Linked DNA regions of Mus musculus: regions 2, 3, 4, 5, 6 and 7 are each linked to region 1. The links are chromatin contacts, called in public promoter capture Hi-C maps. All regions are on one chromosome and are shown on one strand. Each heading gives the region's core, a stretch centred on a gene start, on an enhancer-like site or on the middle of the called end of the contact. The rest is flanking DNA. Distances are from core to core; before and after follow the strand shown. Region 1 holds the start of Prmt6 (protein arginine N-methyltransferase 6). Region 2 holds the start of Psma5 (proteasome subunit alpha 5). Region 3 holds the start of Psrc1 (proline/serine-rich coiled-coil 1). Region 4 holds the start of Sars (seryl-aminoacyl-tRNA synthetase). Region 5 holds the start of Clcc1 (chloride channel CLIC-like 1). Region 6 holds the start of Gpsm2 (G-protein signalling modulator 2 (AGS3-like, C. elegans)). Region 7 holds the start of Stxbp3 (syntaxin binding protein 3).

What was found. Promoter capture Hi-C pulls out the DNA fragments that hold promoters and counts their contacts.
Region 2: a contact with region 1 is called in a promoter capture Hi-C map of pre-B cells, with 3 times the contacts expected there. The contact joins the promoter of Psma5 here to the promoter of Prmt6 in region 1. A contact is called at or near these places in 3 of 39 promoter capture datasets (the C10 cell line, liver and pre-B cells).
Region 3: a contact with region 1 is called in a promoter capture Hi-C map of pre-B cells, with 5 times the contacts expected there. The contact joins the promoter of Psrc1 here to the promoter of Prmt6 in region 1.
Region 4: a promoter capture Hi-C map of pre-B cells shows a contact between it and region 1, with 5 times the contacts expected there. The contact joins the promoter of Sars here to the promoter of Prmt6 in region 1.
Region 5: a promoter capture Hi-C map of pre-B cells shows a contact between it and region 1, with 4 times the contacts expected there. The contact joins the promoter of Clcc1 here to the promoter of Prmt6 in region 1.
Region 6: a contact with region 1 is called in a promoter capture Hi-C map of liver, with 5 times the contacts expected there. The contact joins the promoter of Gpsm2 here to the promoter of Prmt6 in region 1. A contact is called at or near these places in 3 of 39 promoter capture datasets (the C10 cell line, liver and pre-B cells).
Region 7: a contact with region 1 is called in a promoter capture Hi-C map of liver, with 5 times the contacts expected there. The contact joins the promoter of Stxbp3 here to the promoter of Prmt6 in region 1. A contact is called at or near these places in 3 of 39 promoter capture datasets (the C10 cell line, liver and pre-B cells).

Annotation. Positions count from the first base shown.
Region 1 is chr3:110,248,922-110,252,851 of GRCm38.p6, forward strand. It overlaps Prmt6 (protein arginine N-methyltransferase 6), which reads right to left and starts at 2,078. Exons shown (of 1, transcript NM_178891.5): 1 at 1-2,078. The coding sequence starts at 2,050. The coding sequence ends at 914.
Region 2 is chr3:108,254,671-108,258,600 of GRCm38.p6, forward strand. It overlaps Psma5 (proteasome subunit alpha 5), which reads left to right and starts at 2,256. Exons shown (of 9, transcript NM_011967.3): 1 at 2,256-2,635. The coding sequence starts at 2,607.
Region 3 is chr3:108,382,086-108,386,015 of GRCm38.p6, forward strand. It overlaps Psrc1 (proline/serine-rich coiled-coil 1), which reads left to right and starts at 1,753. Exons shown (of 8, transcript NM_019976.3): 1 at 1,753-1,841; 2 at 2,151-2,200; 3 at 2,289-2,346; 4 at 2,885-3,323. The coding sequence starts at 2,182. Gm12522 (predicted gene 12522) reads right to left here and starts at 1,656. Exons shown (of 3, transcript NR_040560.1): 1 at 1,202-1,656; 2 at 386-711.
Region 4 is chr3:108,443,114-108,447,043 of GRCm38.p6, forward strand. Sars (seryl-aminoacyl-tRNA synthetase) reads right to left here and starts at 2,146. Exons shown (of 11, transcript NM_001204979.1): 1 at 1,884-2,146. The coding sequence starts at 2,019.
Region 5 is chr3:108,652,185-108,656,114 of GRCm38.p6, forward strand. Clcc1 (chloride channel CLIC-like 1) reads left to right here and starts at 1,729. Exons shown (of 12, transcript NM_145543.2): 1 at 1,729-1,796.
Region 6 is chr3:108,720,281-108,724,210 of GRCm38.p6, forward strand. Gpsm2 (G-protein signalling modulator 2 (AGS3-like, C. elegans)) reads right to left here and starts at 2,019. Exons shown (of 15, transcript NM_029522.2): 1 at 1,761-2,019.
Region 7 is chr3:108,838,373-108,842,302 of GRCm38.p6, forward strand. Stxbp3 (syntaxin binding protein 3) reads right to left here and starts at 2,130. Exons shown (of 19, transcript NM_011504.1): 1 at 2,048-2,130. The coding sequence starts at 2,096.

The DNA of each region.
Region 1 (3,930 bases), core at 828-3,327:
CACACTGTTCACAGTTGTCTGAACTAAGAAGAACTGAAGACAGGAACTTTTATTAGATTAGAGTGCTCGCGTTCCTTTCATACAGAATTAGACCTGTGCTTAAATAAAGCCAGCACAAGAGGTAAAGGGTCCGCCCTTGGGCTAGGTTCAGCAACCTTCCCTATCAGACTGCTTTACAAGAGTCACAAAAATATTTATATTATAAAACATAGGTTTTCTCGGCTCAGTCTTGAAAGTCAAAATAAAAATATTAACACCCCATCACTATTTCACTTTCAGACCTTTTCTCCTGTCACTCTCAGAATTGCCTAGGCAGGCTGTAAAATTAAGCCATTTTACTAAGGTTCATCAAATTTAGCACTCCGTGAATTAAGCGTAAGGAGAGCAGGGTTATTTAAAATACTTCTCCTGTGCCCCACTTCCTTACTAACAATATGAACGTTAGAATATAAGGAAGCACAGGTAGGCACTCAAGACTTGAGAGAATTCCAGCTGAAAGAAACAGCTTTAAAAATCATTCTGCAAGTTTCTGAAATGTAATCAGACCATGTTGCCTTTCTCCCAGTTTCATACTGATAGGGATGGGGAGGTGTCAGATTAGCTCGTGGACCAATTATAAAAAGATCACATTTATTGCCCCCCCCCCAACCCCGGCAGTTAAACAAAAGAAACAGAAATACAAGAGTTTCTTTATACTACATGCTTTCCAGGTTTAAAAGCCCGTTAGTAAGCACACTGCATCAGTCCTTGGTCAGGGATGCTCACTTTTAAAATAAACACTGCCAGAAGAATGTCCTCAAATGAAGACTGGAGCGGTGAGGTAAAAGAGACAGCTATGTCCCCAACTTGCATAGGCGATCTCCCTTTCTCTTCGGACCTTCCGAAGAAGGTGGAGGGGGAGAAAAGGCAACGCTCAGTCCTCCATGGCAAAGTCTTTGGTCTTTTCCTCATGGTCTCCCACTTTGTAGCGCAGAAGTATGCGCAGACGCCGGGGGTTGTCCGGGGAGGGCAGCAGGGTGATCTCTCCGGAAATGTCCGTATCTTGTTCCACCGGCACCGGCTCGTTCAAGTAGAGGAGCGCCTGCTTCCAGTGGGTGGCCGGGTGAAAAGGCGAGGTGGACAGCACCAGAGGTTTCTCCGAGTCCCCTCCGGGAAAGGTCACTTGAAACCAGACGGCGAAACCATGTAGAGGCGCGGAACCATAGCAGCTGCAGCGGAAGCGCCCGCCCACACCAGCCTCCAGCTCCTGCTCCAGGCCGGCTCGGGCCAGCTCGAGCTGGGCAAAGCGCTGCGGCCGGGCCAGCACGTCCTCTCCGGACAGATCCTGCACCACGATCTCCGAATGGCCCATGAGGCAGCGCGTGGCGAAGCTCTCCATGCAGCTCATATCCACGCCATAGTGCTGCTTCACCTGGCTCCAGAAACCCAGACGCCACTCGAGCATCTGGTCGCTAATCGGGGCCACGAAGAGCTCCGCGGAAGCTGGCAGGAGGAGACCGCCCTCCTTCAGCCATTTGGTCCGCGCGTGGAGCACGGAGCTCAGCATGGACTCGTGCAGAAGTCCGTAGCCCATCCACTCGCTGACGATGGCGTCCACTCGCTCCGGCAGCTCCACGGTCTCCACCGGGCCCGGCAGGACGTGCACGCGGTCCTCCAACCCGTTGAGCCGCACCACCTCCCGGGCCTGTTGCCAGATGGCGCTGGCCTCCACCGCGTACACGCGCCGTGCCCCGGCCTGGGCACAGAAGATGCTGAGAATGCCGGTGCCCGCGCCCACGTCCAGCACCGTCTTGCCTCGCAGCGCGGCCCAGTTCTTCAGGATGCCTAAGCGGTAGGCTTCGGTGCGGACCTGGTCGGCGATCATCTCCTCGTGGACCGAGACGTCGGAGTAGCACTCGTAGTACAGCTGGTCCCGCTCGCTCTTGGTCCTCCGGGGTCGTGGCGGGGCCGCCTCCTGCTCCCCGCCATTTTCCTCCTCGGCTCCCTCCCCTCCGGCGCCGGCGCCTCCGCTGTCCCCCGACTCAAGCTTTCTTTTCTTGCTCAGCGACATCTTGGCCCCGGCAGCCGACCCCCAGCATTCGTTGCGCGGTGCGGTGCGCAGGCTCAGAGTCCCCGGGGCCTGCTGGGATTCGTAGTCCGCTTCCTGCATCCCGCTTCCTGAGGGCAGAGGCTCAACCAGAGTCAATCTTGGCACACCGTTATTTTCCTCTAACGCCATGACAAGTTGTTCTCTAAGACCACACTATTTTCCCGAGATCCTTTCAGTTTTTGCCCTTTCCTTTTACCCCTTGTCAGGGTTCTCTAGAGTCACAGAACGTATGGGTAGCCTCTGTAGAGTAAGAGAATTTGTTGATGACTTACAATCTGTAGTCCCCAAAGATGGTCAGCAGCAGCTGTGAATGAAAATCCAAGGATCTAGCAGCTGCTCAGTCCCACACGGCGTCCTGGCAGAAAAAGTGAGTTTTCCTTCTTCCAGTGACCTTATGTAGGCCTCCCGCAGGTGTGTCCCAGAATAAAGGTGTGTATCACCACTTCCGGATCTGGGACTTCCTTTTCCCAGGCTGACCTTGAGCTTTTGTCTCAAGTTTCCTGGGATTAAAGGCATGTACTACCTTGCCTGAGGCTAAACTTTTCATGGCCATATGCCTCAAGATCTTCCTGCCAAGGCCGGGCGTGGTGGCTCACGCCTTTAAACCCAACACTTGGGAGGCAGAGGCAGGCGAATTTCTGAGTTCGAGGCCAGCCTGGTCTACAGAGTGAGTTCTAATACAGCCAAGGCTACACAGAGAAACCCTGCCTCAAAGAAAAAATAAACAAACAAAAAAACCTCCACTCGGTTCAAGTCAGAAACCTGTGTCTTTCAGCCTCAAGATCACAGGTGAGTGAGCCTTCCAATTCTGGACTGTAGTTCACTCCAGATATAGTCTAGTTGATGATAGCCAGGAATAGTCACTACACTCATTTTTACACATTCTTGATGTAGGCACACCACTTACAGCTACAAGTCTATGTTTCCCTCACAGGACCTCCCCCGCCCCCCACTACTGAATTATGTGGCACAGTTCTTGTCCCTTCTCTGACAGTTGTAACTCACCAAACTCTCTGTTCTAACCAGAGTTAGGATACAAAGAATATGTATGACGCAAAGTGAAAACCAAATAATACAAGATCTTGATTCTGAGTCCAAAGTGATCCCTGAGGTACGTTAAGCTCCAGGGCAAATACTGAAGAAGTGCTGTGGCCATGAAATGTATCAGCCACCACTGTGTCTCTGGAGAATAGTTTACTTGGTCTTGAGTCCTGTTCTGAAACTTCTGTAGTTCAAACTAAAGAACAATTAACATCAAGGGTATGATATTCTCAAACCCATTTCCAGTGTCTTTGGTGACCAGCTTATATATACACATACATACACTTAAATCTATGTATCTGTGTAAAAACACTTGCTTGGAGAAATGGTGAAACTCATCTCTTTTGACTTCTTTTCCAATGCAATTCACTTTTAAAAAAAATTCTGCTATATCTCCTTTTAAAGCCAGAATTGATACCCACAGGCTCAGTTATTTTATTTTTTCTGTTAGTCAAAAAGAAGCTTGGTTAACAATAAATTAATCTCTTCATTGGCCATAACATAAAAACAATAATTTAAAGAATGTGTACTGGTATCTGGAACAGGAGCAATGGACAGCACTGGCTGCTCTTCCAGAAGACCCAGGTTAGATTAGAATATCCACATGAATGCTCTCAGTTGGCTTTAACCGCAGTCCCAGGGGACCTGTTGCCTTCCTTTGGCCTCCAAGAGTATCAAGTATGTATGTGATGTCCAAACATAGAGACAAAAAAAATAAAATTAATAAATGTAAAGATGTTAAACTACTTTCTTATTAAGAATAATATTTTTCAAGCTTAAAAACTGATCACACAAAAGAA
Region 2 (3,930 bases), core at 1,006-3,505, 2.0 Mb before region 1:
TTGTCAGGACGGTGGTAGGTGCCTTTTACCACCAGACCATCATATTCCTGGTCTCCGTGACTGTAGGTTTTAGCCAATAAGAAAGTAAGGATACAAACCAAACTTCTACATCGTAAAAGTTATTTTGCCAGGCCTTCCTTGGATTCACATATATACCATCACTCCATACAACATTCAGACCTGGAGACCCATGGTTCAGGACCCAGGATCCAGACTTGACCCTCGGCTTTTCTGTTACTCATCAATGAGAACCTTTCCCATTCCATCTACCTTCTTCTGGCTCCTTCATTACTTTCCTGGGAAGGACATCTGGCTCAACTGTCCACGAGGGAGTCATTTATTGAATTATAGGCAAGACATTCTGTGATGTGCTACAGTAGAAAAACGATGTGACTATGTGTGTGAGAGCACATACAGCTTCTGTGACATCCCTGTCCTCCTCGATTACCTCCCACTTTATTTTTTTGATATACAGTCTCTCACTGAACTCAGAGGTTGAAAGAAAATAAGCTTTCCTTTTTTTTTTTTTAACCCACAATCAGCTAGAGTTACATTTGGTGTTGCCTACCTATAACCCCAGAATTTGGGAGGCTGAGACAGGAAAATGGCCTGGAGTTCTAGGACAACCTAAGCTACATGGTTTCAAGGCGGAGTAGGCTAAAAGTAAGTACTTTCACTAAAAGCAAAACAGAGAACTAGCTTTCCCTTTCAGACAAATATGGCTCATTACACGGCCTCTCCCTCCCTCCTATTCCTTCTCCTTCATGAAGGTATAATTGACAAACAGTAGTTGCTTACATTTACATTATAAAAAATGATGTTTAAAAATATTACTTTTGAGACAGGGTCTCTCTACATAGCCCTGGCTAGCCTGGAACTCACTTGGTATACCAGGCTGGTCTTGAACTTAGAGATTCCCTGCCTCCTGAGTGCTGGGATTAAAGGAACTATCACACCCAACCCAGAATGGTATTTTTAAAAAGACTTTTCAATGTGTGTGTGTGTGTGTGTGTGTGTTTGTGTGTGTGTGTTATGTGTGACACATATATAGGGGCCAGCAGAGAGCAGAAAAAGGCAGTGGATCCCCTAGAGCTAGAATAAAGGGTAGTTATGTGCAGCCTGACTAGGACGCTGAGAACCAAATGTGGGCATCTAGAAGGGAATCAGGTGCTAAGCTATCTCTCCAGCCACCAGAATTATGTTTTGATATAGGTATATATCACGATTAAGTTAACTTTCACTAACATTTGCCTTTTTTGGTAGTGATTAAAATCTACCTTCTTAGAAAAATTTCAAGTGTAAGATATTAACTCTAGTCATCCTGGTGTATCATATATCTCCATTAGGTATTAATCTTACCTGAAACTTTGTACTCTGACCACCTCACACCCCACCCCCGCCAAGCCTGGGCAGAGGTTCATGCATGCTATGAAAGTACTCTGTCACCGAGTTACATTCCTAGAGAGTCAGGACTTCTTCTTTTTTTTTTTGTTTTTTTTGTTTGTTTTTAAAGATTTATTTATTTATTTTATGTAAGTACATCGTAGCTGTCTTCAGACACACCAGAAGAGGAAGTCAGATCTCATTCAGGATGGTTGTGAGCCACCATGTGGTTGCTGGGATTTGAACTCAGGACCTTCTGAAGAACAGCCAGTGCTCTTAACCCCTGAGCCATCTCTCCAGCCCGAGTCAGGACTTCTTAACCACCTAACTTTCTTTGATAAATGATTCATTTACAATGTTTCTTAAAAAAAAAAAAAGCTCAAGTTGCTCTTCTACCCTTAGGAAGAGAAAACAAGAAGCACATACACAAATTAAGGTCCTTAAAAGCAGTGACTAATCTGAAGCTCCGATACTGAACTCCAGGTCTGGGTCTGAAACTTGGATAGTTAGGGTGGTGGTGGTGATGTGTACGAATCCAGGAAAGACTTGATAAAATAATCGTACCTATGCAAGAAATTGAAAAACGTTCTTGCTGATTAGAACCTATCAACTTTTAAAACTTTTTTTTTCAACAAGCCCGGCTGGCAGAACTGCCGGGCACGCTGGTAGAGGCGCACACATTTCTCTACCCAAGTCAAAAAGTCCTCAGCAAACCTAGTTCCGGCTGCCACCGAGCCGGGAAGACAGCGAAGAGCTGGGCAGGCGAGCGCGAAGTAAGAGACCGGTGTCCCCCGGCTGCATTTACGCGAGCTGGCGAGACTTACGTCACGATTCCGACAACCCAGTCATCAGGCCAAGTCTTGCAGCCATCCAAAGCGCGGCGTGCTCACTCCTCGACGACGAGGTTCACTCTCACCGGTTGCCTCGAGTCCCAGCGCCCGTAGCAACCAAGGGTGACGGAAAGCGGAAGTGCTCTCTAGTTCCGCCTCCCTGTTAACCCAGGTCCGGTGAAGAAGCTTGTCAAGTCCAATCATCGCGGCGAGAATATCAATCAGCCAATAAAAGGGAAGCACGGGAGGGCGGGCTAAAAAGGTCGCGTGCGCACGCGCAGACGGCTGCAGGGTCCTTGGTGCTGTGGCGGTGTGGTTGATTAGGGTGCTGCTTTCAATCGTGTGGCCTTTGGGAACCCCGCGTAGCCACTGCCGCCTCCTTCTGTCCTCGCCATGTTCCTCACTCGGTCCGAGTACGACAGGTTCGTACGGCGGGAAGCAGCAGGGTCGAAATTTGGGTGGGCGGGCCTGGGGCCCGCGCCGCGGCCTGGGTTCTGCAGTGTCATGGGGCGCCCGGAGAACCTAAGTCTGGCGGGACCCGGGGAATCTGGTTCCCGAGGCGCCCGGCGAGATTCCCCAAGCTACACTGCAGCGGACCCGTTGCACTTGTCCCGCTGAGTCACCGCTAATCCTGACTCCCCGCGGAAGCGAGAGGCTGGGGCTGCTTGGGGCAGGCGGCGGAGAGGGATCGGGACCTTTAACCTGGAGTAGATTAGGGGGACACCAGCCTTGCGTCCGTCTTTTCAACCTAAGTCTGACTGCTTAGGAAAAAGAAAAGTGAAAGGAGTTTCCTTGAATAGAAGCTACCAGAGACTATTGGATGAGTTTGTAGGAATCCGTCCTGTGCTGTACATTTTAATCTTTTTTGAAGAGCGAAGGCAGTTTTCAGCTATGCTCGGATAAATATATTGCCTACAATCTGGTTTTGTGGGAACTTGAATGTACAGTGGTTCTCAGAAGAGTTTTAATACACTGATTCCATTTGACCAAAGTGTGTGTATGTGAGAGGAGGTTTGAAAGCAAGTTAATTTTAGTGTTGTGTTGAAAGCTAAATGTTTTGTAAAGTCAAAGCTGTGTGGTTGTGTTTATTAAAAGAGCAGACAACCTAAAAACTTTCAAGTCTCGAAAATGCTAACTAATACTGTCATAAATGCTGTAGATACTGTAACTTTCAGTTTCTGTTTTGAGCAGTTTTGCAAACCACTGGGTTCCTTTAAAAGTTAGGGAAAGCAGACATTTTCTTAGTTCCAGGTTACCACTGAGAAATTACTTTTCTTGGCAAGTATGTATTGAGCCTGTCAAAATATATATATGTCATTCCAGGTGCCACAATTTTGACAGGCTCAATACATACTTATATATACACATATATACATACATATTAATCTCCATCCTTTTGCTGACTCAGAAAATATCGGTGAAGTTTTAAAACTATTTCCTGTTGTCAAGTAAAATGGTCGTTAACACTTGGCTTCCAGAGTATTGAAGAGAGTCATCTTTAGGTGATAAAATGTTAAGAAAATTGTGATCCTCATCTGAAAGGCTTTACTGAGCTTTGCCCATTTATTTATATGAACTAGTTGCTTTGTGGATTTTTTTCTTTTGTATTTGCTAAGACTAAATAAAGCCCAGGCCTCTATTTAGCTAATGTTCTTGAGCGTTGGCTGTGTTCAAGAAGCACTGTTTAGGGAGCTGGTTTTACAGCAGTGAGCAGAAT
Region 3 (3,930 bases), core at 503-3,002, 1.9 Mb before region 1:
CCAAAGAGATCTACTTTCACTTTGACGCTGAAACTACTCTGCCTCTTTCTCACTGAAGTTCTGGGAGAGTACAGCTTCCACGTGATGATAGCTACCATATGTCGTAAATTAGCTCCTTACCCAACTAAAGCCTTACTACTTCCAAGCCAGCCTTGGGAAAACTGAGAAGACAATTAGCCAATCTATTGTCCTTAGGGAACACCGGTTTGAAATTGTTAGATAAAGCCAGGTTTGGTGGCTGCTGCTAAAATGTCTTCCCTGGGAGAGACATAAACCACCTTGTCTACACCTTCTCTTACCTCCCCAAAGTCAAACAACAGGAGGAATCCCCCACCCAGAGTTTATGCAGAGGAACCAATGAACTCGATAAGATAAGCTTACTTACAGAGCAGTGGGTTAGGGGTGTAGGCACGGATGACCTTGAAGCAGCTCTGGTGACTTCCCTAAGGAGACTTCCCCTTGCCTCTTCCCACTTCTATCCTCTAGCCCCTTCCCCCAAACCATCTGCAGTTAGGACAGAATTGCATACAGCTGGTTGAGAGGGACGGCTGCATACTCAGGTGAAGGTCCCGTGACCTTCTGTCCCACCTCCTCCTTCTATGACGGAAGGTAAACCGTCCACAGGCCCAGCTGTGATGGTCTTTCCGAAGCAGGCGCAACAGAACTCCTGAAGATGCTTGCAGATGTTTGCAGATGTCTCAGAGGATGGTCCTAGAGTAGAGTGGCACAGGCCTTTAGTCCCAGCACTTGGGAGGTAGGGGCAGGAGGGTCGGGACTTCAAGGTCATCCTTGGCTATATGGTGAATTCAAAGGCCAGCATGAGCTACACTAGTCTCTGTCTCAGAAAATAGCAAAAAACAAAGGGAAAAGAAACAGATGGTGTGTGTGTGTGTGTGTGTGTGTGTATCAGTGAATGGAGAGGAGTGGTCTGGTCATAGCCAGTCAACAACATTCACAACAGCAAAGGCTTCTTTCCAACCTGAAGCAAGCCTAGGGTAGAAGGTGGTAGTGACTGTGCTCTAAGGATGCGCCAGACCATGCTATTTGCTGAACTTTTACAGGCCCACCATTAAAGTGCACACATCTCCAGCATCCTGGCGAAGAAATAAATTCTTCACACGAACAAGATCTTTAGCAATAGGTAATCCTTTTGCACTTAGGGAGCACAGCTCTGACATCTTTTATTATTATTACTACTTACTGTTTGCCTGGAAGAATGACTTCTTTGTTATTTATTTAAACTCTTAAATAGCTGCTCATACTCATCGTTTGGGGGTTGGGGTTGAAGCAGGAAGAAAAAAATGCCAGATATCTCAGAGAAGTGGCCTTATGCTAAATGAAGAAATCTTGTGGCTCCAGTGCTGGAGAGATGGTCTATTTGGTGGTCTCTGCAAGTACGCGAGAAACCCAGCAAGGAAACCCAGTCTCAGATGCTGGAATCCAGGAGGTGGGGGAAGAGGCGGGGCTCCAAGCCTACATTGGTTCGACAGTTCTCCCCTTGTCTGACTCGCGGTTAGAAGGAGGCGCTCCGGTACACGCCACCGCGCACTCACGGCTCCTCCCGCCGTTCCGCTGTAGCCCCCTACCCTTTTTGGGAAGTGCCCTTTGGTCCAAGGGACAATCTTCTCCGGCTGACATCCCGACTGCTCCCGACTCAGCCCTGCCCCCTTGGACTCACCAATCGCTGTGCGTTTGTGGCGGGACTGGGTGGAGCCTAAGAAATTCGAACGAAGCTCCGCCCCTCGGGAGCCCTTTCCCGGGAACTGGGAGATTGTAGAAGAAAAGCTTCCTGCGTAGACTGTGAAGCGAGGTGGGGAGTGGAAACCGAGTGTGCGCTGGAGGTGTGGCGGGGATGTGGTGCCGCGGAGTGGAAAATGGGTGGGGTAGGGGGGGAGCGAAATTTCGGATAATAGTAAGGATGGAGGTGAAGACTGACCGACTGAGGAGAGGCCAGGGCGCAAGTTGGCGGATTGCACATCAGGTGTCGAGCTTTCTGCACCTTTCCCTAATATAACGGACTAGTTTCAGGGACACGTGCTGATCCTGCTTTACCACCACCATGCCTCTTCACCCCAGCTAATGCACTCCGAGTCTTGATGGGGCCCTAAGGCAGGATGATAGACACCTGAGGTAGGCATGTTTTCTTTCAGGTCTAAGCCGACTCGCTTATGCTGGCTGAGCATGGAGGATCTGAAAGAGGGTAAGGAAGCCATGGAGGGAGGAACGGGCCCCTGAGAGTCTGTCTGTCAAGAACTGATAGCTGGCATTTATTCTTCTCATCCCTTCAGATATCAAGTTCATTGTGGACGAGACCTTGGACTTCGGAGGGCTGTCTCCATCTGACAGGTACCAGCCTATTTATCCATTTATTATTTTCCTCCGGCAATACATCTGTAACCCTTTACTGCTAACTTATGGGCCTCTAGAACCGTGGTTGGTAATCTAGCAGAGTATGGTACCCTCTGATGGCAGTAGTCTGGTAGAATTGGGCCTCTAGAACACATGCTGGTGAGAACAGAGAAGCTGTAGGGAAATTTAGGGGTAAATGTAAATGAAAGATGAATGTCCCTGGGCATGTTGAGGCATGCCCTGCAAACCACCCCCACACTCCTAGGATAGACTAGAGTGCAGAGAGGGGGAGGGAGAGAGGGAAAGAGAGACAGAGAGAGAGAGAGAGAAGGCAGGAGGGATTTTGAATTTGAGATCATTCTGTGCTATAGAGTTGAGACATTGTCTCAGAAAATGGGAGTAGAACTAAGTTTTCCTCACCTAAAAGCAGTTCTCATGGCCAAAATGGAGTCAGGGTTGGGGATTGTCCCCGACTCGCCGACAGGAATGCCTTCTGCTAGCTGTTGTCCAGCATGGTGCCATATTTGTTTTTCAGTCATGAGGAAGAAGACATAACAGTATTAGTGAGTCCAGAGAAACCACTTCGACGGGGCCTCGCCCATCGGAGTAACCCAAATGAAGTAGCTCCCGCCCTCCAGGGTGTGCGGTTTAGCTTGGGCCCGCTCAGCCCAGAGAAGCTGGAAGAGATTCTTGATGAAGCCAACCGCCTGGCGGCTCAGCTGGAGGAGTGTGCCCTGAAAGATCGGGAGAGGGCTGGTACAGGCCCTGGAAGGCCCAGCCCCAGAGGGAAACCCAGTCCTCGGCGGGAGACCTTCGTCCTGAAGGATAGCCCTGTCCGAGATCTGCTGCCCACCGTGAGTTCTTGGAGCACCCCACCTCCAAGCAGCCTAGCTGGGCTCCGGAGCAGTGATAAAAAGGGGTCAGCCAGGGCTGTCCGGGTGGCATCCGGAAAGAAGCCCTCCAGCATAAAGAAGGTGAGTGTGGAGAGTGGACATGCGTGCGTACACCTAGACAAGGTGCAGGAGACACTGAAGGCGTAGTGTCATTCCCATACAGGGCAGAGGAACACAGTTAATTATCCCCTGGAATTTTTAGGATTAAGCAAATTGGGTTGGAGACCTGGCCAGGTGGCTAGAGTTTGCCCAGCCTAAACAAAGCCCTGGGTTGGATTCTTCAGCATCACAGGAATGGATGTGGCAAATGTAAATTCAAGGTCAGTCCCAGGGGGCTATATGCTGAGCTTGAGACCAACCTGGGCTACTTGACTCCCTCATTTAAAACAAAACATAATAATAATAATAACAATAATAATAATAATAATAAGTTGGTGAGATGGCTCCGTGAGTAACAGCACTTTCCATCAGGGATGATGAAGCTGAGTTCAAGCCTTGTGACCTACATGTGAGGACTGTTGTCTACGTGATGAGCACACTCCCACATGCTGTCCTCTGACTTACACATGCATGTTGCCACATATGTGTATGTCACATACAGTAAAGAAATAAATATAAAGTGACTTTAAAAAAAGGAAAGTAGCCGGGTGGCAGTGGTGGCGCACGCCATTAATCCCAGCACTCTAGA
Region 4 (3,930 bases), core at 896-3,395, 1.8 Mb before region 1:
GGGCCCAACTTCTCTCCCAACTTCTGGTCCTCTTTTTAAATAACTGTCAATAGTTCCTGGTATGATTAGTGCTCACCACCTTTAAAGCCAGGCGTGGAGGCAGATCTGGACCCCCAGCTGAGAGGAGAGGACTACTTGGGCCCACTGAGTTCTACACTAGCCTGGACAAAATTGCCAGGCCTCATCTTGAAAACAAACGCTCACTTTTTAAAGTTGTCCTTTAATGCCTGTCTATACTATTGATCCCTAAAGAACCTACCAATATCTCTTCAGGTAAGGGTCAAAATTTCCTATATGTGCACATTCTATGCAAGAGACCACTAACATATTTAAAATCACATTAGTCAGAATAGATAGGTACAGAAATCTTGCTATTTCTGATTATGATTCAAGGCAAGGTGCTCGGAACCAAGGTGTTTTGTTTTTGAGGCAGGGTCTGCTGGCCTTGAAATGCATATCCTCCTGCCTCCGACTACCTTGTGTTAGGATAATATGTGAATGCCACCAAGTCCATCTCAGAGTATCTCCTTCCAAGAGAGGCTCTCACTATGTAGCACTGACTGGCCTGAAACTCACTATGTAGACCAGGCTAGTCTCAATCTCGGACATCTATCTCTTTCTGACCCCTAGAGTCCTGGGATTAAAGGCAGGTACCCCCCAAATATTCTTTATCTTAAACAAAAAAGGGGAGTTCAGTTTAGACCAATTCAAAACTTTTGGTCCAAGTGTAAACTCTGACAAATTACCCTATTAGAGTACCTGAGACATACAGAACAGGTACACAACTGTCAGCTAAGCAAATATGTTTTGATACCAAAGAAGCTTTTTAACAGTAAAATCATGTCCACAAAACACCCCTATGGGTATGGTGGCACACACCCTTGATCACTCTCGAAGCAGAGGCAAGTGGATCTCTGAGTTCAAGGCCAGCCTGGTCTACAGAGCAAGTTCCAGGATAGCCAGGGCTACAGAGAGAAAGAAATCCTGTTTATTTTGGAGGGTGGGAGTAGGAGGGAGACACTCTTGGATCGTGGGATTGCCTTAGCAGTGCTCTTATAAACCAGGTTCTCAGCTGGTTGCAGACCTATTGCATCAGACTACCCGAGTCACATGCCACTGACAACATCCGGTCTGCCAGGTGATCACTTGGGAGGCAGAGGATTCTAGAGCTTCTTTTAATTTCCTGAATGACGATGGGTCACTTCTACGCTGCCAACGTCTTTTCCAGAAAACTACCACAAATCACAACCATCCTCAGTAATTACAAGCTTTTTCTTGCCTTACAGCACCCCTCCGTCCTATCTGATCTAGCACGGAAAAGCCTGATTCTTAAAGGTATGCCTTCAGGGTTGGAGAAGTGGCCACCCCAAATTTCAGGGTCACTGCATTTAGTCAAGAGTAGCCTCCAAAGTCCCCAGATGGTTCGACTGGGGTGGAGTAATCCTAGGGTGCTGCAGAAGTCACTCAGTCTGAGAGAGCAGCCTTTGATCCCTGCAAAACCCGGAGGACTACGCTGGGTTTGCTAAAGACGAATAAAACACTGAGAATGACCAAAATGTATAGAAAATTAATTCCCAGCCCGCCCCCCAAGTAAAACTCCAGCTCTGGCTTGCTGTAGCTACGCAAGGGCCTGACAGCTCTCCCTGCGCGTGCGTGCGTGCAGCTCCTTCCTAAAGCACTGGCGGCAGTCAGCATAGAGCACGCGCGGGGAGGGACCCAGGCCGCGGGAGCTGCAGGGAGAGGGGGACAAGCCCGGTTCCCAGCTTGTTCTACGGACAAGCCGGTAGAGCCGGCCAGTCGCGGGAGCATCTGACAAAAGCTGTAAGCTGTGACCTCTGAAGCCATGAGGGATTCAAGGGATACTGCGAGCTCCTGGTACTTACATCGTCGCCACTCACTGTCTGCTTTCACCAGCTGGTCCACCAGCCCCGGGTCCTTGAAGCGCTTCTCCTGCGTCTCTCGAATGAGGGCTGGGTCCCCTCCTTTATCCACCCGAAACAAATCCAGGTCCAGCACCATCCTTCTACCTCACCAGTTAACACTAAGAGAGGACTGTAAGCGGCGGGTGGACGATGCACTGCGCCTGCGCGCTGACCTGGTCTCACTGCGCAGGCACCCGGCAGCCCGGGAGGGGGCGGCGCCTAGCTCGCCGGAAGCCGCAGTGTTAGGCAGGGTCCAGAGGGAGTGGTGAGAAGTGAAAAGGGCGTGGTAGCCTTATGCGGGTTGTTTCTCTGCTGAACTCCTTACTGAAAGGCCTTCTGATCGCCCCCCACTGAAATCGTGAATGCCTCAGGTTCCTCTGGTTGAAGGGAGTATCTCGGTGTGGACCGAAGCTGACTTGGAAGACAATGCACTTTGCAGATGCCAGTTTTCCTCTATCTTGATTACAGAGCACACACCCAGTTACCTACCCTCAAGATTCTCGAGCCCTGGGGCTTTTTGTTTTGATACAGGGTCTCACAGTGTAGCTCTGACTAGCAACTATGTAAACCTGGCCAGCCTCAAACAAAATGTTGGGATTAAAGATGTGTGCCATTTCATCCTTTATTTTTCTTTTTATACTAGCCCTACCCCCTTCCTCCCGCAACAAACCTTTGCCAAGCCCCCCTGAGATAAAAGGACAAGGTTAGAGACCCTGATGGACTTAATAAACAGAGACACTGGAGGGAGGCTAGGAGGCAGGATAATCTGAGCTTGTCCCCTCCCGGTCTCCTGCAGCTTTGGCTACAGTTTTGTGTTGAAAACCAGGGGAAGAAGGGTTGGGTGTCAGAAGACAGTCCATGAGATGAGCACACCTCTCTTCTCACATATCCCTCACCCAAATCCAATAGACCTTTGCAAGAAGTTGTAGCTTATATTTACGATTGAAACTATTCTATGTTTATGTAATTTGAGCATTGCCAGGCTATTCTATCAACACGTTCAAGTTATTCTTTTTGTCTGTTTGTTTGTTTTGTTTGTTGAGATAGAATCTATAGGCCTGGCTGTCCTGGAGCTCACTATGTAGACCAGGCTGGCTTCAGACAGAGATGCCTGCCTCTTCCTGGGGAGTCTCTGGTATCAAAGGGGTGTGCCACCAAGCCCAACCTACACACACCTGTTACTCTTAAAGTGAGAAGACCTCATTTGAAATTACCTCTCTTGGCCAGATGTGGTAGTGCATGTCCATGTGCATCCCTTGTGAGTGGGAGCAGCGGGTGCATGAGTTCAGGGCCAGCATGTCTCCAAAAAACCCAAACCTAGTCAGGCTTAGTAGTAGGTGCCTTTTATATCACATCGGAGGTAGAGAGCTCTGTAAAGTCAAGGCCAGCCTGTTCTAAATACCGAACTCCAAGCCAGCCAGAGCTGTGTAGTGAGAATCTGTCTCAAAAACCAAACACACATACAACCAAACCAAAAACCTACTGCTCTCACACAGTAGAAAACATTAACTAACACGGAACCCACAAACCTGCTCTCCCCTTCCTGTGTCTTCTCCTAAAAAGAACACTTTCCTGAGTATCTAGCAATCGGACGGCTGGAAAATGGAAAGCAGCCAAGAGAAGTTATAATAATAAATGTTAAGGATAGAGAGCTGCAGTCTTTGCAGAAAATACTTGAAGACTGTCATCAAAGTGTTGGGGGTCACTGAACCCCTGAGAGGGTAAGATCCGTGTAATCTAAGGTATGAAAACAATGGCAGGTGCTTTGAGAGGTGGGGCCTAAGGAGTGCATCAGTCCTTTATAGTGTAATTCCAGAAATCACTTTGAAATTCTGGCCTCTCAAAAACAAACAAAACAAACTCCAGGGTTTTTTTTTTCTATTAGTTTTATTATTGTTTATAAATACCTCTCTTTGGGCTGGAGAGATGGCTCAGCAGATAAGACCGATGGCTTCTCTTTTAGAGGACCAAGGTTCAATTCCCAGCACCCAGGTGGCAGCTCACAACT
Region 5 (3,930 bases), core at 479-2,978, 1.6 Mb before region 1:
TCACATGTCATGTTCACAACGTCAAGACAGATACTGCCTTGTAACAGTTCTTAGCTACTAGTGAGTTCATGTCGTGCCAGGGAGACAAGAGTCCACAACACGCCTACCTTTCTACCCTTCCTCTGGCTCTCAGATTCTACCATTACCACCCCCACCCCCCAACCCACCAAATGATGTTCTTTGAGTTTTGGAAGGAGCAAGTTAGATGTTTCATTTAGGGCTGAGCATTCAAGCCACTTATTCTCAGCACTTTGAGCAGTTATGAGTCTCTGTATTAAGCACTACTACTGCAAAATGAAGCTTCTTTGCCCAAAGCTGAAGGCAGTACTAATGTTTGGGTAAACATAAATATTTGGAAGGCTGCTTGATATGTATGATACATTTAGTCAGCAAAAGAACAGTAGCTTCCCCCCTAGGGCATTGACCTCCCAGACGCAGATTTGATCAGGTCTACTGTGCCGGACATGAATCCCCTCCTATGGAGTGGGCCTCAAATCAAGCTGGAAAGAAGATGGCTACCCACTTAACAGTTTGCCACTATTGCAAATGTGGGTACATCTTGCCTGGGAGGGCAGCCGGGTAACATACAAGGTCACAGCAGGGCAAGACTGCTGGTGACTTCTTCCATAAGGCATCCTTATGTTATGAAAGCTAACCTTCCAGAGTAAGCATTCAGTCCAGTTCCATCTTGACTTCTGTACACACATGGTTGCTACAGCAGTAGGATCTTATCATCTACATCTGAAAGGCTACCAGCCACAGTAGCAATGGGGCTGGAGAAGTGGCTTAGCTGTTAAAAGAACTCAAGTTCGGTTTCCAGCAACCGAGTTTTGTGGCTCAAGATCACCGATAACTCTGCATCTCAGGTACCTGATGCTCTGCTGGCAACTGCAGCTCTGACCTCTGCTGGCAACTGCATTCATATGCAGAAACACAATCAGAATTAAAAAGAAAATACGTGTTGGTGCCACAATTATCTGGGACTTCCTATCTAGGGGGATCCAACCCCCTCTTCTGACCCCTGTATGTACTAGACACGCACGTGGAACACATACTATATGAAGCAAAGCACTCATACATATGAAATAAATCTAAAACGACTACAAATCTTAAAAAGTTGTAAATGATGTATGTATACCCAAGAATACCAAATTAAATACTAACAGTGTCTCATTGCCAGTTAGTTTTTGTATTCATTTCTGGGGTGGGGTTCCTCTTTGGACACTTTGGAAACTGCAAAGCCAGAAGTTGAAGATAAACACAAAACAAACCTTACGTCCAAACTCCCATTTGCCTCCCTCACTATATATAGTACTAGTTAACCATTATCTTCCACTTAGAAAGTTATGTTCGAAGTAGATCTCTCTCTCTATCTCTCTCTCTCTCCTTCTCTCCCTCCCTCCCCCCTCTTTCTTTCTCTCTCTCTCTCTCTCTCTCTCTCTCTCTTTTTCTTTCTTTCTTTCTTTCTTTCTTTCTTTCTTTCTTTCTTTCTTTCTTTCTTTCTTTCTTTCTTTCTTTCTTTCTTTCTTTCTTTCTTTTCTTTCCTTATTTACTTATTACTTATTTACTTATTTAGACGTACTTGGCTCCTTTAGCCACGACCGTCTGAACTGAACTGGTGGTTGGGTAATTGAAAAGCCCTTACTTCAGAGCAGAGGAGCGCGGCCTGGTCCCGCCCCCGCCTCCGCCCCCGCGGCGCAGCCAATCAGCAACGCGCGCGGGAAGGCCGCACAGCTGCGGGCCGAGCGAGTCGATGAGTCCGCTCGGGACTCCAGTCCGAGTGCACCGTGTTTGAGGTAGGCGGCTCGGCGTCTTCCGCGGCCGGGCTGGCCCGGGTCCCTCTGAAAGAGCAGGCAGGACCCTCGACGTGAGTGGGCGCTCTTCGGTGTGTCGGGGCGGCCCGCGGGTCTGCGTGGGAGGCGGCGCGGCAGCGTGAGAGGTGCCGGGGCCTGGGCCCGTGGCGATTCCCTGTTCCGTCTTACGCGGGTAGACAGCGCCCGCCAGTCATTCCCCTTGTCTCGGCTAACCCTGCGAATATACCGAGCGGCCCACCCTGGGGCAAGAGCATCCTTGCTTGTGTTATCTGAAACCTTGGCAGAATCTGCAACAAATACTGACGGCCAAAAAATTATATATATATATTGGATTTGTTGGAGTAATGGTATGAAACTCCAAATTTAATTTGAGTATATTAAGTTAGTTGATGCTGTAAGTCTGTGGGTTTATAATTAGGTGCAAAACGTCAGGTTTTCTCCATGATACTGATTATAAAAGTGCTCTTCTCAGCGTTGTCTGGGCACATATTGGAAATGAAAATTGTCTGGTGGGCGGTGGGCACCCTTTAATCCCAGCACTCCGGAGGCAAAGGCAGGCGGATCTCTGAGTTCGAGGCCTGCCTGGTCTACAGCGTTTCCAGGATACACCGAGAAACCTCGTTTCGAAAAACAAACAAACAAACAAACAGAAAAAAACAACCTCAATTGCCAGGAAAGGACAAGAACACGCGTGAGCTAAATAGCGACTTCCCGCTTCTAAGATAACCGAGAATTTGACTTCCCTTAACCCGGTTAGTCCTGCTTGGCTGGTTGGTTAGACCTCTGATTCTTTGAAATCAGTGACTTTCTTGAGGGTTTCCATTTCGTGGCTGTCAATCAGCCTGCACATCTTAAGAGCTAAGCCAGAGGCCGCCCCTGTGAGAAGCCCCTTTTCTGGTTTTCCCACCTGTGTGATAAGACCCAGCAGAGTTTCCTCACCCGCTTTTGAACCCTAACCTCCAAGGAACCTCTCAGAGCTCAGAGGCCATGGGCATGTTACCCGTTTTTTCTGGGATTGAGACAGTGGTGCCCTTTCCAAGAGTTTTTGTAAGGATTAAAGGAGCATATGTTTCAGTAACAAAATGTCCTCTATTATTGTATGAGTATGTTTTTTTATATACTATTATTGTGCGCACTGGAGTACATGTGTTGTAGTTGAGGCAATGAGAAAATGATACAAACTAACTGGTGTCCACCGACAAGTCATAGAGTAACGCAGGTTTTTTTCATAAACTGAGGCAACATAGGAAGATTTTTGTGATGTTTTTGTTTTTCCGAGTCAGTCTATGTAGCACTGGCTGGCCCTATCTCAGAGACTTGTCTTTAAAATAAGCTCGAAGCAGGTCCAGATTGCAACTTTGGAGGAAGTGTGGGATCAGTTCTAAGTGTTGTTGTTTTCAAAGAGTTCTAGTCTTAGATGACCACCGGCCTCTGACAGGAGGGATTGAATTTCCAATTGATTGTGGTTTTGGTTTCTTCCATAGCCCCCCCCCCCCCCTTTTTGACTTCCCAGCTCATTCTGGTGTGGAATCTAACTCTGGCTGCCTCCCCCCCCCCTTTTTTTTTTTTTTTTTTTTGCCTTCCATCATTTTATTCATTCTGTAGTCTTGGTTAACTCTTCACCTGCTGGTCACTATTGGAGAAAGTCACGTGGTTGCCCGTGGTGTAACTTTGTGAGTGGTACTTGGCAGGCTGTCAGCCTCCATAAGTGATGCCCTCTTGCTTTTGTTTTCTAAACGTCCGTTACCTTCACCCTAAACTCCTGTTTTTATCTGAGAAAATTTGTCTTCCTTCTCACTCGTTCTGTTGATGAAGAAGTATGCCATGCCCACGAAAGGGATACAGGATGCCGTTTCTGTAGCTTTTATTTCAGGTTTTTTTTTTTTTTTTTAATATTTTATGTTTATATGAGTATACTGTTGCTGTCTTCAGATACACCAGAAGAGGGCATTAGATCCAATTACAGATGGTTGTGAGCCACCATGTGGTTGCTGGGAATTGAACTCATGACCTTTGGAAGAGCAGCCAGTGCTCTTAACCGCTGAGCCATCTCTCCAGCCCTTATTTCAGTTTTTATATGCTCTTAATTACTTCTTCACTCATTAATACTGGTCCT
Region 6 (3,930 bases), core at 769-3,268, 1.5 Mb before region 1:
TTTGAGATTAGGGAGTAGTCTCAATCCCACCAGTAGCCTATTAATTACACAGTTTTAAAAACAAATGCCCACAGGTGTGTGGGGTGAGGGTGGGGGTATGTATGTTTGTTTGTTTGTTTTTAGGTAAGTCTTGGAGTACTTTATGGGTAAGAAAGGTGAAGGCTGAGGATGTGGTTTGGTTTTGCTCGGCATACACCTGCCCTGGATTTGACCCTAAGCATGTATGGTGCACACCTGTAATCACAGCACTGGGAGGATGGAGAAAGAGAATCAAAGAGTGCAAGGCCAAATTCAGCTATCTGAGACCCTGTCTCAAAACTACACTGAATGAATGGAGGGAAGGAAGGAAGAAGAAAGTCAGCCAGCCATTTCATACCAGGTGGAATTTGTGCACATATTACAGCCCAGTAGCTGTAATCCCAGCTACTGGGCTGAGACAGGAGGATTCCAAGTTCCAGGCCAGCCCTAAACATTTAGCAACAATAGGTCTCAAATAAATGAATGAATGAATTAATTAATTAATAAATGAATAATCTGGAATTACCTCAGTGATAGAACTCTTGCTTAGTGTTCACATGGTTTAGAGTTCAAACCCAAGTACAGAGGAGGTGAGGTGTGGGGAGCCACACTATATATAGTGCATTACCTTTGTAACTAGCCTACTATTAAATCTCAGGTTTACATCAAAACATACTTGTAATAGTGTATGTCTGACCTACTGAAAATTCAGCTAAACTATTTTTCCGTGGGACACGCTTCCACAATACTCCACAGTCTCTGAATTCATAACCAGTCCAATCCTCGAATTGTAAGTTAGAAATAGTTTGCAAGAGGGGCCTATGAATGCCTAGAACCGGCCGGGCATCCCTGAACTCCCCCACTGCCCTCAAGTCAAAGGACAGGAACCTTCGCTTTTGAACTTAGGCGGAACGAATCTCTGCTCTTAGCACGTCGAAACCCCAGGCAAAAGTGCTCTTTACCAGAAGCAATCACGATGGTTACTAACAAGCCGGAAAATCTTCAGTTTAGCCTTCCAAAGAGGCAGTCTGAAAATTCTGCTTCGCTGGTGACAAAAACTTACAACACAAACCACACAGCAGTCCAATCAACACAAAGCACCGAGAGGAGAGTCAAGAACTTACCTATTCTAAGTCTACCCGGCGTTTAAATAATGCATTAAGGCAAATAAACATTGCCATCATTACTCGTTTCAACAGAGTTCAAATGATACTTGTTAAAGCCACCTAATTGTTTACCATTAAAATACAAGGAAATTACGTTTTCCACTTTTCATCTGAAGATACTAAGTTTACAGCTTTCCGGCTAAGATCTCAAACATGTTACGCTTGCTATAAAGCTGGTTACAACGATCTATCAGTTTCGCTTGCCAGTAAGTCTGGGATCCGAAAAGTTCAGGAGTTTAAATGTGACTTGACAAAGGTGTCTGGTGTGGAGACCCGGGGCCGGCGACGTGCCTGGGATTCGAATCCACTGGGATTCGGCTTTGTATCCACCGTCTGTTACGCTCGGAAAACGCGTGAAGTCGCTGCATCCCAGCAAGTATTTTCAAGGTCTGCAGAAGCCCGATCCCCAGTCTCCCCTCACTTAGGGGACAACAGCCTAAATGGTGCGGGTGCGAAGCCCCCCACGGAGCTCCCGGGTCCCAGCGTCACCCGAGCCCGTCGAGCCTCGGTGGTCCAGAGACCCCCGCCCCACGCCCCCACACACCCCACTGGGTCACCCCCTCAGGCTCCGCTCACCTCCCTCCGGCCCGCGGCTCCTGAGAACAAGGAACCGCTGCAGGGATGAGCGCCTCTGGCCGTAGACTAGGAACCGCGGCGCTTCCCCAAGTCGGGTCCCGGCGGCGACGCCGAGCCAAGCAGGGGCACCGCGGGAGGCTGGCGAGCGCCCCGGGCGCCCGCCCCCGGCAGGTCACGTGGGCCAGAGCTTCGGCCTCCCCCTGGCCTCTCAGAGGGTCTCACCGCCAGCAAGGCTCCCTCAGCGCCTGTACTCCTCTGCGCCTGCGCCTAGCTCCAGGCTCGCCCATTCAAACTGACAACGCCCCGCGTTTTTTGGACCGGCCAATGGCACCGGTGGGGCGGGGCTAGGCGGGTGGAGGGCGGGGCTAGACGAGCCAGGGCTCCCTCCTTCTAAAGATCTGTGTGTGGGGTTTGCCTCTCGGACTGTAGCGCTTGATTCTCCTCTGCTGCGGATAGATCCTCCGCCAACTAGAAGCTTATTGTCCTCGAATTTCTCCTTCAGATGGCGAAAAGTGGGACAATAAACATCAGAGTTCAAGCTGGGTCTAGTTCAGACTTTGAACCCAGGAGCCCCAGTCCACTGCCTCTTTCCCTGCAGGCTCAGTCCCGCCCTGGGAAAGTCTTCCAAGAGGCAGATGTGAGAAAGAAAGAGGCCTGTGTGAAAGGAACAGAGGGTCCCGTGTGAAAGTCTGAACAAGGAGCCTCAGTTCTTGAGGCAGTGTCACACACAGTTCTGGCGTTTCCAGATGTTGGGAAAGCAAACTTCTTCTGACTGCAGGATCGCTGGTTCCCAGGAAAAGCAGAGATGGCGAATTTAATCCGCTCCGGCGGCTTGCATTCCCATTCTATTCATGCCTTCATATCAAGTTCACCAAAAAATAGATCTTAGCTTGTTCATCAAATGTTTAAACTAGAGTCTCTGCTGTGAAGCTGATGACGTTGGTTACATTACATTATCTATAGCCACTGCCTATTTCTCCACTGGGATGAAATTTTAATGTTTTACAGGATTGGGCACCTGTTAAAGAAATTCTAGTTTCAGCATCTCTGTGGTGATGGCCGTGACCACTATATGTGTGTCATGGAAAACTGTATAGAGATAGTGTTAGCACCAGCCAGACCTGGGTTTGAATTTCAGCTCGGGCCTCTTCCTACTGACTGATTTTGAACCAGTTAGGCGTCTGTCCTCTGTAGCCTTAGCTTCCTCAGCTGTAAAACACAGATAATGAGACCTCCTCTAATAAGGTCTGTCATGATGCTTCAGGAGGTAAAGTTTATGAAATGGTTAACACAGCTGCTGACACATCGAAGCTGTTCAATAAGTGGTTCTCTTATTATTATCAGCGAGCACCCTTAATACCAAGTTCTTATAAAAAGCTGAATTAGCTGGTTGTACTATTTCAGAGGTAGATATTATAATTCTTCCATACTCATAAATTCTTTGTGGGAATTGGTACAGTAAACCACAATAAAAAGTATTTTAAATTCTGCATAGCCAAAGCGAATCGTTTCTTTCCTGTGCCCCCTTCTCTCATAGATTGGACTTTTTATCTCAGCTATCAGCAATGTCTATCTTCCTAATCAGTTGAACTGTTTTGTAAATCTTCTTTCCAAACGCATGCATCCATGAGATTGTGCCATTCTTCTACTTGAAGACATTTAATGGTCAAAAAACAAAACAAAACAAAAACAAACAAACAAACAAACAAAAAATAACAAGAGTCAGGTATTGTCTCACATACCTTTAATGCCAGATCTTGGGAGGCACAAGCAAGTGGGTCTCTGTGTGTTTGAGGCCATCTTGATCTATGCAGTGAGATCCAGGACAACCAGGGCTACATAGTGAGACCCTGTCTTTTAAAAAATAGAATATATATTTATATACACCTACTTTTTAATAAGTGTAGTTGAGAGTATTATATATGTAATATAAAATCCACACAGACTTTGAAACTGAAATATGACATAGAATATTTAATATATTTAAAGAAAGAAAAGCATGAGAATAAATGAATCAAGGACTACAAAAACCCAAAACTCTCTATATAAACCATATATAACTATATATGTATATATTTATGATAGCTTATACAAATATCCTCAGAGGACAGAAGGGCAGCAGAACCTAGCCCACACAGACTTTGAAGTGCAAAACGACATAGGTAATAAA
Region 7 (3,930 bases), core at 880-3,379, 1.4 Mb before region 1:
TCGGAAGTTTAAGGTCATCCTTGGCTACAAAGTTGAGTGTGAGGCCACCTAAGGTACACAAGACCCTGTTTCAAACACGTAACAAAGCTCTGTGTGGTGGCACATTCCAGGACTCAGGAGGCAGAGGCAGGTGCTCTATGAGTTCAAGGCCAGCCCAGACTACATAGCTTAAAGACAACCCAGGATACACAGCAAGAAGGTGTCTCAAAAAACCCAAAAACCAAAGCAAAACAACAGTAACAAAAACCAAAAGAGAAACCCCATCCCTTTAATCCCATCTCTCCAGGCTGGGACACAGGAAGGAGTTCCTGTTTCTCTAGATTTGCTTGTCCTGGATGTTTTTCTCATGAATGGTGTCATACTATGCCCTTTGTGACTGGCTTTTTCTTTAGCGTGTTTCCAAGATGCAGTAGCATAAAATATATCAGCATTGTACTTACGTTTACTGAAAAAAAAAAAAAAGACATGTATTCCTTTGTATGTGCACTGTTACGCCATGCGTCAGTCTGTGGAAAGGTGACCTATTCTTATTTTTTCAGCTAAGCCATTTCTTCAGCCCCTTAATGTGTATATGTTTTGGGCTATTCTTGTCTTTTGGTTGTGTGTTTCGAGTTACAGGCGGTCCTAAGACTATTTTACAGCCTTACATCTTTTTCCTTTCATCCAGCCTGCCTATCTATATTCTACTCTCCATGTGGTGAGCCTGGTGTTACCCTAAGTTAACAAGAACAGGGAAAGCCTGTTATCTTCATGCTATTGATACTGGCGTTACTAGCATAACGGTATCTTTTTCTCATAAGCCCTGATATAAGGTGCCATTATAACTCAGAAGTAATTTCTTCAGCACAATTTGTCACCCACTTTCGTATGAGAGTCAATATAGACAATCTGCCTAAGTCAGTGCTTTCCTTACATCACGTGGGTCCCTGGGGATGCAATTCGTGTCCTTGGGCTTGACAGCAAGCACCTTTACCCACTCAGCCACCTTGCAGGCCCCCAGAAAGGATAAATTTGAAAATAATAAATATGAAAGGATAATTTTGTATTTCACAAAGTCTACTTATCTATTTAGTACCTTCTATATGGTAAACACCATGCCTGTACTGTTTTGGATTTTAATTTTATACAAGGAATTCTTGAAGGCAGAATTCTGTTGGCTAATTCCTATTCTGTTCCTTGTTCCCCAAGTCGGAGTAAGAAACACTAATAAGACGTTATTCCTTTTCTACTACTAGACTATAATTACTTAGAACCCAGAGATGCCAAACAAGGAAGGTCCTTCCGGTTTGCTGCTTTCATTGCTCTTCTAACCTGGCAGACCTAGGTTTGGTGTCATTTTAATAAAAGTCATTAAAGTTGGTCGAACCAACAAGAAGACCAATTGTAACACAAGGAGCAGACTATGCAGGGACCGGATACTAGATAAAACTTTAACAGTCCGCTGTTGCTTTCTCAAGAACTCTTTTTTTTTTTTTTTAAAGCAAGTCATATTCTCTTGGAACAGTGGCAGAAGGCGCTCTTGAAAAGCTACGCCTGCACTTTTTAAAGGACAAGACACTGAAAAGGATGGTAGTAAAAACCCTCGGTGCTAACATGAATATGGGACACCAAGCGGCTTCTGAAAACACGGGGACGAGGGCGGGACAGAGTAGTAACACAGAGCTCAGACTGTGTCGGATGGAGAGACGTCCGTGCCTGGTGTGGCGAGGGGGGTGCAATGGGAAGAGCTGTCCCGGGACAGCACAGGGACTTGGGAGGGAAAGTCGGCCCGAGTCAGGTCGCCCAAGGGTGGGGCTTTGCGGAAGAACCTCACCGGGGTGAGAGTTGGCCAAAGCCGCGGAGAAGGCCGCGTCTGGCCACCCCGCCCATCCCTGGTGCTGGCACGAAACCCGACTCTGGGCAAGCCGGAAGGAGTCAAGCCAGGGACTTGGTCCCAAAGCAACAAGTGCCCATGCAGCTCCCAGAGAGGCTGCAGAGCTGCAGCGGGAAAGAAGACCCCCGTACAGCCGACCCTTCCCGGCCTCATCCCTGACCCCTCCGCACTCACTCCGCCACACGACGCTCTTCAGTCCCCGCTCCGATACCGGCGGCGCCATCTTCCCCCAGCCGTGGAGCTACAGCCACCGCCTCCCACTCGCAACCTACTTTGGCCCTGAAAGCTGCGCTCGGGGGCGGGCCCTTCCCCTCGCGGTGGGGAGGCTCCGCCCCCTCCGCGGGCCGCGCCCTCAGGTGACGTCACGCGCATCAACTAGGGCGTGTCCCGCCTGTGCCTGGACTGCGGCTGCGTAGTGTGGTCAGACTTCTGTGCACTGTCTGGCGCCCCCTAGCGGAAGCCTACTATAACCCATATCTCAGTGTCCAATTTGGCATCAGAAAGCAAATATGTGAACTAACACAATTTATACAATTATGAATTTATACATACCGGGTCTTTTTTATTTTACATTTATCTGTGTGTATGTATGCATGTGTGCATACCAAGGCTCGCAGGTGAAGGTCAGAAGACCTCATCTTCCACAGTGTGGGTCTTGGGATGGAACCTAAGTTGTCAAGACACATCCTGCCATCCCCAATACGGAGACTTTATGCTTTACAAAATAATGTTTCATTCAGCAAAGCAATTCAAACTATACTGTTCAGAAGCCTGTTCAACCGCCATATGGGAAGTCTATCCCTCTCAACTTCATTTTAATAATTTTTGAAGATCATTGATTATTTAAGCTGTAAGGTAACCACCAGTGTTCCCAGAACTGTGATAGAGTTTCAGAAAAGTCTAAGAAATGAGAGACCCTCTTATTCCTATGAAGAATTTTACATTTTAAGTTATAGAGCACGATTCCTAGAATTGTTAATTCCACAAGGCAGGAGTAAGACCACTACCATAATTTTAGAGCTAAAATTGAAGCAAGCTTTATTATATCCAGGAGCACCAGAGACCTGGCCAATTAGGGGTTAGAGAGAGAAGTGCTGAGAGTCCCTTTTAAGGAGCAAAATAACAAGTAGTTGCAAAACAGTGTTACAGAAGCAAGACAACAGGGCAGTTGGGAAGTATAGGAAAATTTCAAAAGGACAAAAACCAAGTACTTAGTGATAAGGGAGGGTCAAAGTGTTCTCAAAAACAAGTCATGGTCACAGGGTGGTGCAGGGCAGGTTCCAAGAAACAGAAACTTAAAAACAGAAACTCAACTCTTACAATAAACGAAACTTTGTGTTTAACAATACAACAAAATGTCTCCTACCTTAAAAATGGAGTCAGGCAGGTTTCTCATTCTCCCCTTGACCTTTGTGTCCTTCTCAAATCCTTGATAGGGGACTGTCTTTAATAATGTTGTCAAGTGGCAATGATTCTAGCCTTGTTTGGTGGATGCAGGGCCCAATTATGGTAGCCAGTAGAAACATTAGCAGGCCAAAGAAGGGGAGAGCCATCTTAGCCATGTTGTCGGTCAACATTTGTTTGAAAGATTTTGTTTATTTATTTCTCCATCAATACTTGTCAATAGTATGAGAAGAATCAGAGATACTAAAACAGCACATTTCGGTAAATTGCTGACAACCAAGATTACATTTAAGTAACAGGTAAGAGGGATCTTTTCTGACACAGAGTTTCCTTGTTGACTATCTATCTGGTGGTAGATGGAGCCAGAGGTTATACCCCAAACTATTAGTTACACACAGGGTTCCTTTGGGTATGCTAAGTTCAATCGAGGTGATTGATGAGTCTTCCTTTCTGCTTCTTATTTTAGCACACCTGTGATTTCCACTATTAGACCCCTTTAGAGAATATTTGATTATGCTAAAGTCTGTATTATTACTTTGGGATTGGTCAGTTAGAATAGGTCATCTCTAGAATCCTCCATCCATGGTGGATAAAAGCAATCGTTTTCATAACAAGACAGTATCAGGGTGTTCCCTATAATAGGATTGCCTTTA